2 separate regions of the Culex pipiens genome follow, and region 2 is linked to region 1. Evidence: chromatin contacts called from public Hi-C data. All regions are on one chromosome and are shown on one strand. The core of a region is the stretch at or near the end of the contact, and the rest is flanking DNA. Distances in the headings are between cores, read along the strand shown.

Evidence for each region. A called contact is a pair of places that touch in the nucleus more often than the background predicts.
Region 2: a Hi-C map of embryo shows a contact between it and region 1, with 4 times the contacts expected there. The contact joins the promoter of LOC120428249 here to the promoter of LOC120428251 in region 1. A contact is called at or near these places in 2 of 3 Hi-C or Micro-C datasets (embryo and whole body).

What each region holds. Positions count from the first base shown.
Region 1 is chr2:223,578,702-223,584,945 of TS_CPP_V2, reverse strand. LOC120428251 (F-box/LRR-repeat protein fbxl-1-like) reads left to right here and starts at 3,475. Exons shown (of 4, transcript XM_039593241.2): 1 at 3,475-3,629; 2 at 3,707-3,790; 3 at 4,613-6,244. The coding sequence starts at 3,716.
Region 2 is chr2:223,706,976-223,713,171 of TS_CPP_V2, reverse strand. LOC120428249 (tudor domain-containing protein 7B-like) reads left to right here and starts at 2,823. Exons shown (of 9, transcript XM_039593237.2): 1 at 2,823-3,032; 2 at 3,125-3,187; 3 at 4,468-4,719; 4 at 4,794-5,750. The coding sequence starts at 4,492.

The sequences.
Region 1 (6,244 bases), core at 2,226-4,725:
TTTTGACTTAGGCGTGCCTACAAAATTGCAAATAACTTTGCAAAACTTCAACAAACCCTTGATGTTTAGGGGTGTTTAGGGGTCGAAAAACTGACAAATCCATTCGAAAGCTGAGACGATTTCACATAAAGGACCAATAAATCTAAGGTGTATGTTCCTCCTATCTTTTTTAATCTAATTTTAATTCTGCGAGCACAGCGCTCCGTTCGCATTTCGGGCACCCAAAATGTTGCAATTTGCTTGCCCCATTTTAAGGTTTTGTCAAAAAATATAGGTGCTCACTTTTTAAATGATAGTTTATTGTCCAAGGATCAAAATGCACTTTCGATAATTGACCAATATTTATGTTTTTGGGTTCTTCCAGGCAATTTAATGTCGAAAAAATGTTTTTTTTGAAAATGCTTACTTACAATTGGGTGGACTTTTTTTTCAGTAGAACTAATGAAAAAAATGTAGGAAATCTCACTACGAACATTTTTCTCTAAAAGAAAACGAAATTTCGATACTCCAGTGCCAAGATATTTTAGTTTTAGTGAGAAAAAAAAGTGCCAATTTTACAAATTTCTCGGAATCAACAAGCACGGCCTATTATTTACATGCGGCATGTGTTTTAGAGGCCAGAGTATGGTTTCTTATAGTTTTTTTTGGTCGCTGAATTCGGATCTGGAATCAAATTTCAGATTAACAGTGAACCGTGATATTTTAGTCATGCTCAAATATTATTTGCGTGTATTCCCCATAGCCACTTAGGGATCGGCAGCCGAAGCCGCTAACCACCGCGCCACGAGGCCTCTTAAAACAATCAGAAGTTGAAAAAAACAATCTCTATAAAAAAAATCCATGAGTAAAATATCAATTAAAGGTGAGCGAAAGATGAAATATGACCGAATTCACTAGCGATTAAAATTACAGCATATTACCGCAAATAACTTTTGGGCGTGGCTCCAAATTTAACTGTTAATCTGAAATTTGATTCCAGATCCGAATTCAGCGACCAAAATAACTATAAGAAACCATACTCTGGCCTCCAAAACACATGCCGCATGTAAATAATAGGCCGTGCTTGTTGATTCCGAGAAATTTGTAAAATTGGCACTTTTTTTTCTTACTAAAACTAAAATATCTTGGCACTGGAGTATCGAAATTACGTTTTCTACATTACATTTTCTTCATTAGTTCTACTGAAAAAAAAGTCCACCCAATTGTAAGTGAGCATTTTACAAAAAAAAACAATTTTTCGACATTAAATTGCCTGGAAGAACCCAAAAACATAAATATTGGTCAATTATCGAAAGTGCATTTTGATCCTTGGACAATAAACTATCATTTAAAAAGTGAGCACCTATATTTTTTGACAAAACCTTAAAATGGGGCAAGCAAATTGCAACATTTTGGGTGCCCGAAATGCGAACGGAGCGCTGTGCTCGCAGAATTAAAATTAGATTAAAAAAGTAGGAGGAACATACACCTTAGATTTATTGGTCCTTTATGTGAAATCGTCTCAGCTTTCGAATGGATTTGTCAGTTTTTCGACCCCTAAACACCCCTAAACATCAAGGGTTTGTTGAAGTTTTGCAAAGTTATTTGCAATTTTGTAGGCACGCCTAAGTCAAAAAATTACCAATTGAAAAAAATGTTTTAGCTTCGTGGCGCCGAGATGAGGAAAAATTCAACCAACCAAACATGATTTCTTTCATAACTTGGTGGGGGCTATTGGAAAAGTACATTGCATTTGATTTTTGAGCACCTTGTGTAAATAGTGGTCCACTTTCAGCGAGAATTACTCAAATGCATTTTTTAAATCTTTCGTCACCGCCATATTGGCCGCCATCTTGGATTACAATTTTTTTAAGCACTTAAGAGTAGTTAAGGGGTTATACTTAAGCTCAACAATCAAAAATTAGACAACGATTTTTTTTTTCGTGATTCGATTATCCGAAGTTTCGATTATCCGAAATGAAATATTTCGGAGGCCTTCGGATAATCGAGTCTGGACTGTATGCTTAATTTTAAAATTTTGTTATGTTATTTAACAATTTATATTCAGTTTTTAAAAAATATTTTTAATATACTTTCTTGTAGTTTTAGAATTTTCATAATTTTTAAACTTTTAATAAAGCTGAAGCAAACATTTCACTAAAATTCCAAATATTTTTGAATAAATTTAAACATGCATAAAATGATGCTAAATGTGAGAGAATCGTTTTGAATTCATTTCAGCTGCTTGCACTTAAATTGAAGTTCAAGTTTTGAAGTTTTTTGATTACATAATTTTTTGCAGATTCGAAATTTATACAATATTTCCTGTAATACTGTAGCAATATTTTACCATTCATTCATATGCAAAGCAAATAGCTATGGGATTTAATTAATTTAATTTCAGCTTATTTCACTCAATTCCCAAAACAACATCGTGAGAACAGCGGCCGCATTCTAGTAACATCAGCATCAAAGTTGGCCCTGGGCCGTTTCCTAGGTCGAGCATCGCAGCATGCGTTTTGATCCTTTGAATTTTCAACCACATCAGGAAACCTTTACACGCCAATCAATCAGCGGGTGGGGACTTCAACAAAAACAGCCAAGGTGAAAAATTGCTGCAAAATTACCCTTTGAGAATGAAAGCTAAGTAATTTAGTGGAAGTTAAAAAGAGTAAAAGGTACACAGAAAAAAAAGCAGGGTAATATTACATCTGGGAAGGTGTACTTCAAAAAAATAGCAAAAAAACATTATGCGATAATAAACATCGACAATTTTCAAAAATTCATAAGATTTTTAAATCAACCCAAACATGCTAAAAATGATTCCAAACGCAGGGGAATGCATTTTAAATTGATTTCAGCTGATTGCAGTTCAATTTCCATTGAAATTTTGAAGATTTTGAATTTTTTTTTTGCCCTCTGATTTTTCGGGCCAACTTTGAAGGGGGAGAGAAAAAACTTTAAATAAAATCTGGTACAAATTTTATTAATGAGAAATTAAAAAATTGATCTTAAAAATATTTTGTTATTTAACTTATACTAACATTGTGCTATTAAGAATCGCAGTCCAACACTCGCGGCTAAGGTGTCTTTTCCACCACACACAAACCTTTCTTTCCGACACATCCACCAATATCAAAAGGGGTGGCAGTAGGCGCCCCGCGAGGAGTGCTTGATGCCTTCTCAGCTGTTGTGTGGTGTGCGTGTTTCAACTTCTGTTTTGATTCCATCATTCCAAATCAAACAAGTCGGCGACGGCGCTCGCACCCAAAGCACGCCTCGGTGGAACACGTGTTTTTTTCAGCGCGTATTAAATACGCGTGAAGCAGACAGCTCATGGCTTGCTTACGTAATGCGTGGAAAATTGCGTTTTGGAAGTTCGAATTGATTTTCTTTAAAATTTTAGTGCTTTAAAAAGCTTCAAAACGGCAAAATTTTCAACAAGTTTCATGAAATCACATTCATGGAATGGCGCTGGTTTCGGTGTATCGAATACTCGCTAGTAGTGTTAACTTGCTCGCACAGTAGTATGAGAGACTAAAACTCAGCTGTCACTTGCCTCTGGTTATGCATTTTTCTGGTCGTCGTCGTCGTGAACGCAATAACTCTCGAATCGATAATCACGGTTTTATTTTGGTGTTTAAATTTTGGTGAGTTTGGATGAGTTTTTCTTTTATTTGAAGTTTTTTTTTTAAATGGCGTTTATTAAAATGTTTATTTTTCGCAGGTTTTCACCATGAGCAGCAACACGGGACCACAGCAGTATGTCTACGACGAATTTGGGCCCAAATATAGTGATTTGCCGATGGAGGTGAGCATTTTTTTTCTGTTGTAATTACTGTTCCCGACAGTAGATCCCGTGACTTGATTGATTTCTTTATATTGTGAACAAGGGAGGCTCAAATTGAGTCGCACAAACGTGTTGTTTTTGGACAATTTTCGTCGCGAATCACCTTATCAAATCAGACATCGACCCAGACAGAGATAAACACACCCAAAGGAAAAATATATCTCAAAATCTGCAACAGTGGATTTGCTGCAGAAAATGTCACATTTTATAACATTTTTTGCAGCAAGTTCCTAGATCATTTTTGCCCGCGTGTAAATATTTCAGCGATCTGCAGTTCTCACCAACACATATAAGGCTGGCCCGTCCCCGAGCAACACTCCAAAGAGAAGCATATGTTGGTGCTCTTTCACTCACTTTTCATCAAGCATCCATGGCGCGGTGGTAGCGTGTCGGATCAATAACCAAGAAGTTGGTGGTTCAATCCTCGTTCTGATAAGGGTTTTTTTTTGTGAAATACAACCAAAAAGCCGTCGGTAATGTCGATAATTGTCGGTAACGGGCAAAAATGTCATACCCCTATATCGCAAAAAATGCATGAGGACAGTTTTCATGCAGATTCTGATATACTTTCATGCCGCCATGCGTCAAAATCATGCGACCGCCGGTTGGGTGCATCAGGGAAGCAATAAAGCGTCACATTCTCTCACCATCAGAGTCGAGAGTTATCTGTTTGCTGCTCTTAACCCACTTCCCCTTGTTGTAATCTTATCTCACCTACGTCACAAAACTACACAGTACTAAGTAAAGTTCTTTCTTCTTTTAATCCACGGTGCGCTAAAATAGATTCTGGTGGAGATATTTGGATACCTTAATCCGGGCGATCGGTTCCAGGTCGGATTAACGTGCAAACGTTGGCTTGAGGCGACCCAGTATCAGCAGTTTGTAAACGATCTTTGTTTGGCCTTTCACAAAACCCACATTAGCGACTCGACGAGTCCAGTGAGCGGACTGCTGCAAAGTTCGCGCAACTTTCAGAATGTGGTCCTGTCGCAGGTGGATTTCAATGAAACGGAACGGTTTTTCAGTCGCTTTGGCGAGAATATCTACGAGCTGAGCTTCAAAGCGTGCGATATTCGGGAGAAAACGTTCACCAGTATACTGATGAGTGTTCCAAACCTGAGAACACTCCGTATCGAGGGATGTCGCGAGCTGCTAATGTCTGGGAGATTGTTCGAGTCTGCTTCGGATCAGGCCAAATTGGCGGAAACGCTGCAGAATGTGACCACATTGAGCTTGGCTTGTAATCGGTACCTTTCGGATGCTTTGTTCAAGCGGACCGTGTCGCTAATGCCGAATTTGGAGAGTATTGACCTCTGCGGGTGTCACATTTCGTTCCACAAGGGACTGTACCGGAAGTTCTACCCTGGCCGACCGGATGACGCCTCCGAGAGCGTGCTGACTTTCTACTACATTTCACAGTTTATTGAACGCCAAGCTGATAAGCTTAAGTCACTCAACTTTAGCTCCACGTTGATCGATGGAGACGCGTTGGAACTTTTGGCCGGATATGAAAGCCTCCAGTTGGAAACATTCAACATGAACTCCTGTGACCAGCTGACCAAACCAGGCATATCAACCCTGGTTCAAAAGCAGAGTTCGCTCCAGCATCTGGACTTTTCGCGATCGGTGCGCTTCACAGATTCGTGTCTGGTGAAGATCTGCGCCCACCTTCCGGAGCTAAAGTCGCTGAAAATTCGCCGTTGCCGAGCACTTACCGACCTTGGAATCAAACAGATAGTCCGACTCCGCAAGCTGCAAGTACTGGACATTTCCGAGTGTGAATCCGTCACCGGCCAAGGTATCATCCAAGGTATCGCGTCAGCCGGACCGAACCCGGTTCTACTTGAGCTGTACGTTAGTGCCCTAAACCTGTGCGAAAGCTCGGTCATCAAAATTGCAGAGAATTTCCCATCACTGCGCCTCCTGGACCTCAGCTACTGCTTCCACTCCGTATCGGACCTCTGTCTGCAGATCATCTTCAAAAACCTGATCTGGTTGAGACATCTCAACCTGGACTATTGCGATAAGATTTCCGACAGCGCGATGACCGGCGTTGGAATGCTGCAAAAGGTGCAGGACTTTGAAACCAGCAAAACGACCGTACCCAACACGATCGAACCTGCCGCTCAGCAAGATCCAGACGAAATCGAACCAATGCCAGCGGTCCAACTACCGGTCAATCCCCCAGAAGAACTGTACAAAATTTCCCTGCGAAGCCGAGCCGAACAGGAAATCGTCAACGACGCGATGCGCAAACGGGCCATGATGGAGATTTGCCAGCAGAACGAGTTCAAGGAAGACGCCGTCACCAGCGGCCTGTCCATCGATCGACTCAAAGGCTTACGCGTGCTACGACTTTCCCAGTGCAACAAACTCTCCGACATTTCGCTGATGTACGCCTTCAAGCTGAAGGAA
Region 2 (6,196 bases), core at 1,574-4,073, 130 kb before region 1:
GTAACATTTTTTTGTTAATGTATGTTTTGCCAACGATTTTTCAAACGTTTCATATCACGCTTTTCAATTAAATACTAATAATTTTTTTCATAATGGCCTATCTACAATCACTTAGCTTAGAACATCTAAGTAAAGTAGTTACTTAGGAAAGTACGCAACTTACGGCCGTCATCCACAATCAACTTAGAAATTTTGCTGGGCTGATATACGTTGCTATGCAGTTGTTTGTTTACCTTTGATATTGAAACGTCAACTTACCGTAGATTTTGAAATTTTTCAAACCATACGTCAGTTTCTAATTTGATTACTTTTCCATTGTAGAAGCTCGGCTTCATTTCCATTGATTCAAATTCCTTAGCTAAGTGAAATTTTCTAAGCTAAGTGATTGTAGATAGGCCATAAGCCTTTAGGAATGAAATATTTATTACTTTATTATTTTAAAGAATAGATTTGAGGAAATTGATAAATTTCACGGGTATTCACAGAAATCTTCAAATTTTACGAATTTCACGTGTTCGCGAAATCGTGAAAATTCACTAAGCATCATGTACAACCCGTGCGTTTTGAGAAAAAATGCATTTGAATGTTGAGCATAATTTTTCAATTCCCATTTTAATATAAAAGCAAAAGAAGGTGTTCTAATCTAGGTTCTTATGATAATAATCGATGAAAAACGTTGCCTTCATTGATACTTGATCATCCATATTCAATAAATTATTATTTCCTCGATTATTTCCCTCATTCTATTTAAAAAAAACAAACATAATTTCTTTTGAAAACACCAACATCTATACCTCGATGGATCGAAGTAGGTCGCGTGACGGGTCGGACGCAAATTTTTGTGCTCCTGTCATTTTCATGGAGTGTTTTGATTTTTTCATGTTTGAGGCAAAATTTTAATGTCTTTAAAGTTATTTCAACGGTTTGCGAATGTTCTAAAACTTGTGCTCCTAGTGAAGAAGGAAACTGTTTGGTCCGCGCCGGAAGTGAAAGTGAGAAGGAGACCATCAAACTGCCAAGAGACCAAGAGAATTACTCAATTCGCGTTACGGACAGCTTTATATCGGACGGTGCTGGGTGGCGTTAGTCTGAAGAGGATTACTAGAATTTGGCCAACTACGTGGAGCTGAAAGTCTGAATTTTTGGATCCGTCAGGATCGCCGCCTGTGGCCGTAATTTGGATCTGTGCTTCCTCCGGCATAGAACGACTGTTCAAGATCATGTTGTTCAAACCCGGTGAGGAATTTCCTTTTTGCATCTTATTTAATTTCAAGCGTTGAAGGAGTGGCCGTGGCTAAATTGTTACGATGTTCGCTTTATAAGCGAATGGTCCTGGGTTCGATTCCCATCTGCTCCCAACGAGAAAGTTAAAGAAATATAAATTCGTGAAACTCCTGAACATGATCGAAAAATCAAAGTTGCTCGAGGCGGGATTCGATCCCCCGTCCAGGTTGATAAACAAAAAGGCTAACAACTAGTCCATCGTGGCTTGATGAGCTATGACTGGAATTAGGAATACTGTTAGTGCTAACTATATACGCGCTGGGTCTTTGTCCGTTTGACAAAGGTTCGGAAGTTCTAAATAACGTTTGAATCTGATTGATGCAAACGTTCTTCAGGGCGGGGCTTGTCGATAAAGCTGAAGTACCTCGCGCTCGGCTAGCCAGCGTAGAAATGGGTCACCGAAGCTCGGCAGAGCTAACACCTTCCAAATGCCTATGCGAGTTATTTGCATGTATAGAATGTAGATCTAAAAAATACATGGAAACAACTCAATTTGTAAGAAGCGACCGCGTGGTCCCGTTTGATTGGTTGCACACACACACACACACACACACACACACACACACACACACACACACACACACACCATCATCTATACCTCGATCTATACATATCACCCTGCTGCACGCCCTGCTGTCATTGGAGGGGAATTCCCCTTAAGCTTTGTTATGATTCTTTTTTCTTCGCCGAATGTACATGGCGCCTTTTGCAAGTGGAGGGAAAGTTTTGTTATGATTTGCTTTTCGACGGCAAATGTAAATCGACGCCAACATTTCAAAAAGCATCATGTACAAACCATGCGTTTTGAGAAAAACGCATTTGAATGTTGAGCATCCATTTTCAATTCCCATTTTAATATAAAAGCAAAATAAGATGTTTTAATGATAACAAACGATGAAAAACGTTGCTTTTATTGATACTTGATCATCCAAATTCAATAAAACATTATTTCCGTAATTTTATTTGAGAAAAACAAACATAACATCTTTTGAAATCACCAACGTTTATATCACCCGGCTGGCATTGAGGGGGACGCTTTGTTATGATTCGGTTTTCTTCGCCGAATGTACATGGCGCTTTGTTCATGTTGCTTTTTTTCCGTCACGAGGTTCATGTAGTCTTTTGTTTGACAGGTTGACAGGGCTATATAAACAGAGACTGCTGATGGCAGAGATTTTGTTTATGTTACTTTATTTAAAATCATGATTAAACAGACTTTACTGAAGTAACTGTTGGTCATTTTTGGTGGAGAGGTAGCTTATTAGGAGTACTTTCAGAATATGCAATAACCCAGAAAGTGTCAAAATGTACATAATGTCTTTTGAAATGTTACCGTCGAAATGGCGCGAGGCTTATCCCGTAATTTCGACATTACTTATTAAATTATATTAATATTATTAATTTTCAGGATTTAGGACCCTATTGTAAGTGCATTTGCAAATGTAGCGTCACGTTATCTACGATCGCCTCGTTGTCGTTTTTGCATTCTTCTTTCGTTCTGTCATCGCTCTTGCTGCTGCTCGCTGCCTTCGTTGCCTGTTCTCATTCGCAGTCCAGCACTCGGCTCGGTCGGTCGTGTATTCTCCGCTTCGTTCGTTCGGTGTTTGAGTTTACGGTTTTCTTTTCTTTCCACTTTCACGAGACGCGGCAGCAGATTTTCCACGGGATTGTCCGCGGATTGTGTTTGGTTCGGTGTTTTGATTTTGCTCGGCACGGATACGGAAACTGGATACGGAGCTGGTTTGGAGGTAAGAGATTGGATTGAAGATTTTTTGCGTTGAATTTTTGCTTGCTGCTGATGGTTGCGTGGACCATTTTTTTCGTTTCTTCTGTCTTTTAGCTGAAGATTTTCATGGGTAGACGGAGATAACAGCACTAGAAGCCGTTTGCCAGAGTGGGACGGGTGAGAGAGTCCGAGAAGCAAGTGAATCGAGAGATCACGGAAAGGGGTCTTTCAGGGATGAGGTGTTTAATGTTTATTTTTTTAATTTGAACGATTCCATTCAAAATATTCTTATGGCTATTTTTTAATGATTCAAGTTTAAATTTTAAATTGATAATTTCTCCAATGCACTTGTTATGGACGGTCCCTACAGATTTGGAGCATCGGTAACAGTGAAAGAGAAGGCAATTAAAATTCCTTTACATAATAGCTCTTGCTCTAGTGCATCAGGTCGAAGGGTGAGGCCTGTAATGTTAGCCAAAGTTTAACAGCTGATAATACTCAACTGCATTACGTTATTCTCAGTTGAACATGGATTTTCCTTTTCATCTTGCAACCAAAACATGAAAAATCACAAGATTACAACGTGTCCAATGTCTACTCGGATCGTTGTTTCCAAGCTTACCACGACGGATGCTCGACCAAAAGAGACAGCGCTTGCTGTGGGTTGTTTAGCTGCGTGTTCGTTTTCTCTTGTTGTTTTGTTTACCTTTCACGCATTTTCTTATGTTGTAAACATAAACGCACAATCAGCATAATATTATTATTTTGCTGCGACATGAATGATTCACTCTCGGGGGCTCGCGGTCTGCGTTCCGAACATTCCGGAAGATAGTGCCAACAAATGTCTCGTTGGCAGTGTCTCTCGCGCGATGACGTGACACGATTTGGGTTGTGCGAAAAGCACCTGACCGAGCTGCACCGCCCAGCCCAGCCACCCCCACGTTGAAATCGAAATTATCATCGTTTGTTCGTTGTCGCTTCGTCGCCGCGTTCCGCTTAGGAATGCAGTCAGCGTTACTGTTTCGTTGTTTATCTTTGCGACACTTTCGTATTGCTGCTACAAACTGTTGAACTAGGGAGTGGGATAGATCGTAGGTTAAGGGTAATTAATAGACGTAAGAAGTTATTGGCATAGAGTCTTAACATTACAATTTATTAAAAAAAAAAAAACCAAGCTGGTTCAACTGACCCAGAGAGCTCATCCGGCATGTGTGTGATGTTCGTATTTCGCTACTGACTGCGTTCCTCTTCATACACATTCACGTCGTGCTGCATTAGCAATAAAGCAAAGAAATTGAGAGCAACCTCAGGGGCGCGTGTGTGTTGTTTTGTTGCCGCGGCGCTTTCCTTGCCCCTCCGCGCACGATCAACAGCAAAAGAAATGCAAAATTTCTCCGTCTACGGAATGTACGGGCAGTGCGATTTCGTTTAAAACAATGCTTTGTTGTCTCTTGCAGGGCGCCCTCCCCCCTAGGCACACGATGGCCAACGTCAGCCCGAAAAGGTTCTCCGAGGAGGCCGAAGCGGCCGTCTCGGTGCTGCGCGCGATCGTGACCTCGAAAAAGGGCGCGTCCACCGTGCACAGCGTGCTGGCCGATTTCCGCGAGCTCGAGGGTGGCCCGCTGATGTACAAAAAGTTTGGCTTTCCCAACGCGGACGAGTTCCTGAAGGCCACCGGCGCGTTTGTCGTGCAGAGCCGAATGGGCGAGGTAAGTCGACACGACTGTCTGGGCGCAATTTGATACTGGATTAACTAAAAATACGTTGTTTTCTGTTTTTGCAGTCGGTGGTATTTGCGAAGCATTCTGCGGCCTCGGCGCACATCCAGAAAATGGTGTCGGCCCAGCGCAGCACCAAAACCAGAAAGTCCGGATTTGCCGTTCTGCGGCAGCCGCAGAAGAGAACCGGTGGCAGCAGCTGGAACCCGAGCGCGTACAGTAAAATGTACCCTCGGGTGCCGTACCCGGCCCAGAAAAAGTACCCACAGCAGCAGCAATACTCGTCCTACCAGCGAAACAACGTCAATCCGAGTCCCAAGCAGTTCTTCCCGCCGGGATCGGCAAAATACTCGTTCAACAGCCAACCCAAGCCGCTCATGTCGCTGAAGATAGCCCCACCAGCGCAGCAAAGCACTCCGGTTAACCGGCCTGAGGCAAACAACAACAGTTCAGCGGCCAAGAACCTGAACCGGGCCACCCAGGGCCAGGGACCACTCCCGAACAACGATCTCCGGCACAGAATCAACAACGACAGGGCACCTCCCCCGCAGCAGAGGCAGCTGTCCTCCCTAGAACTAAAAAACCGTACTAACCAACACCAACAGCAGGACCTCCAGTCTCCAACTCACGTCATCAACAAGGACGCCCTCCAGAAAACCATCTACGACGCTCTGGCCAGCAACCAGGCCTTCAACGCACCACGGAGCGTCAACGCGCGGCTCAGCACGGACGTCGTCCGAACATCGGAACCCGTCAAACCATTCGAGGCATCGCCCAATGGTGTCGGACAGCCGCGCCAGGAATTCAGTCGACCGGTTCGACCGGCTGCTGCTTCCCAGCAGCCGTTAATTCTGGCGCCTCCCTCGACTCCCGTGGTGCCGCTGCCGACACTTCCCGGCAAGAAGTCGCTTCAGGAACGCCTCAAAATCAACCAGCAAGTGGACAGCGTCGATCTGGAGAAGGCCGCCAAGGTTGTCGCTCCGCAGACGTCACCACCGCGGGCGCCAGAACTATCGCAGCAGGTTTGTATTCGTTTTCGAGGGTTTCGTTTAAAATTTGTATTGGTAATTACTGCACTCGATCGAAATAATACGATCGTAATTTGCCGATAGTAAGTCGTAATTTGTCAATTGTATTCAAATTTAAAAAAATAATATTTTTTTTATAATTCATTTTTATTTGATTTGTAATTTGTTGTTTTATTGAATACGGCAAATTAATATATTTAAAGCATCTAAAATATTAAAAAAAAAAAAATACAAAAAAATTAACAGTCCCAAATTTTAAAAAAATTCTAATACTTTAAATTTTATAAATAAATTTTCTATATTTTAAAATAAAATTATAATTTCTAAAATTTTAAAATTTTGATAATTGCTAATTTAATTTATTTTTAAATTCTTAAATTAATTTTTTTATACATTTTTTTTAAATTTCAACAATTATAATTGAAGGTTTTATAAAGTTT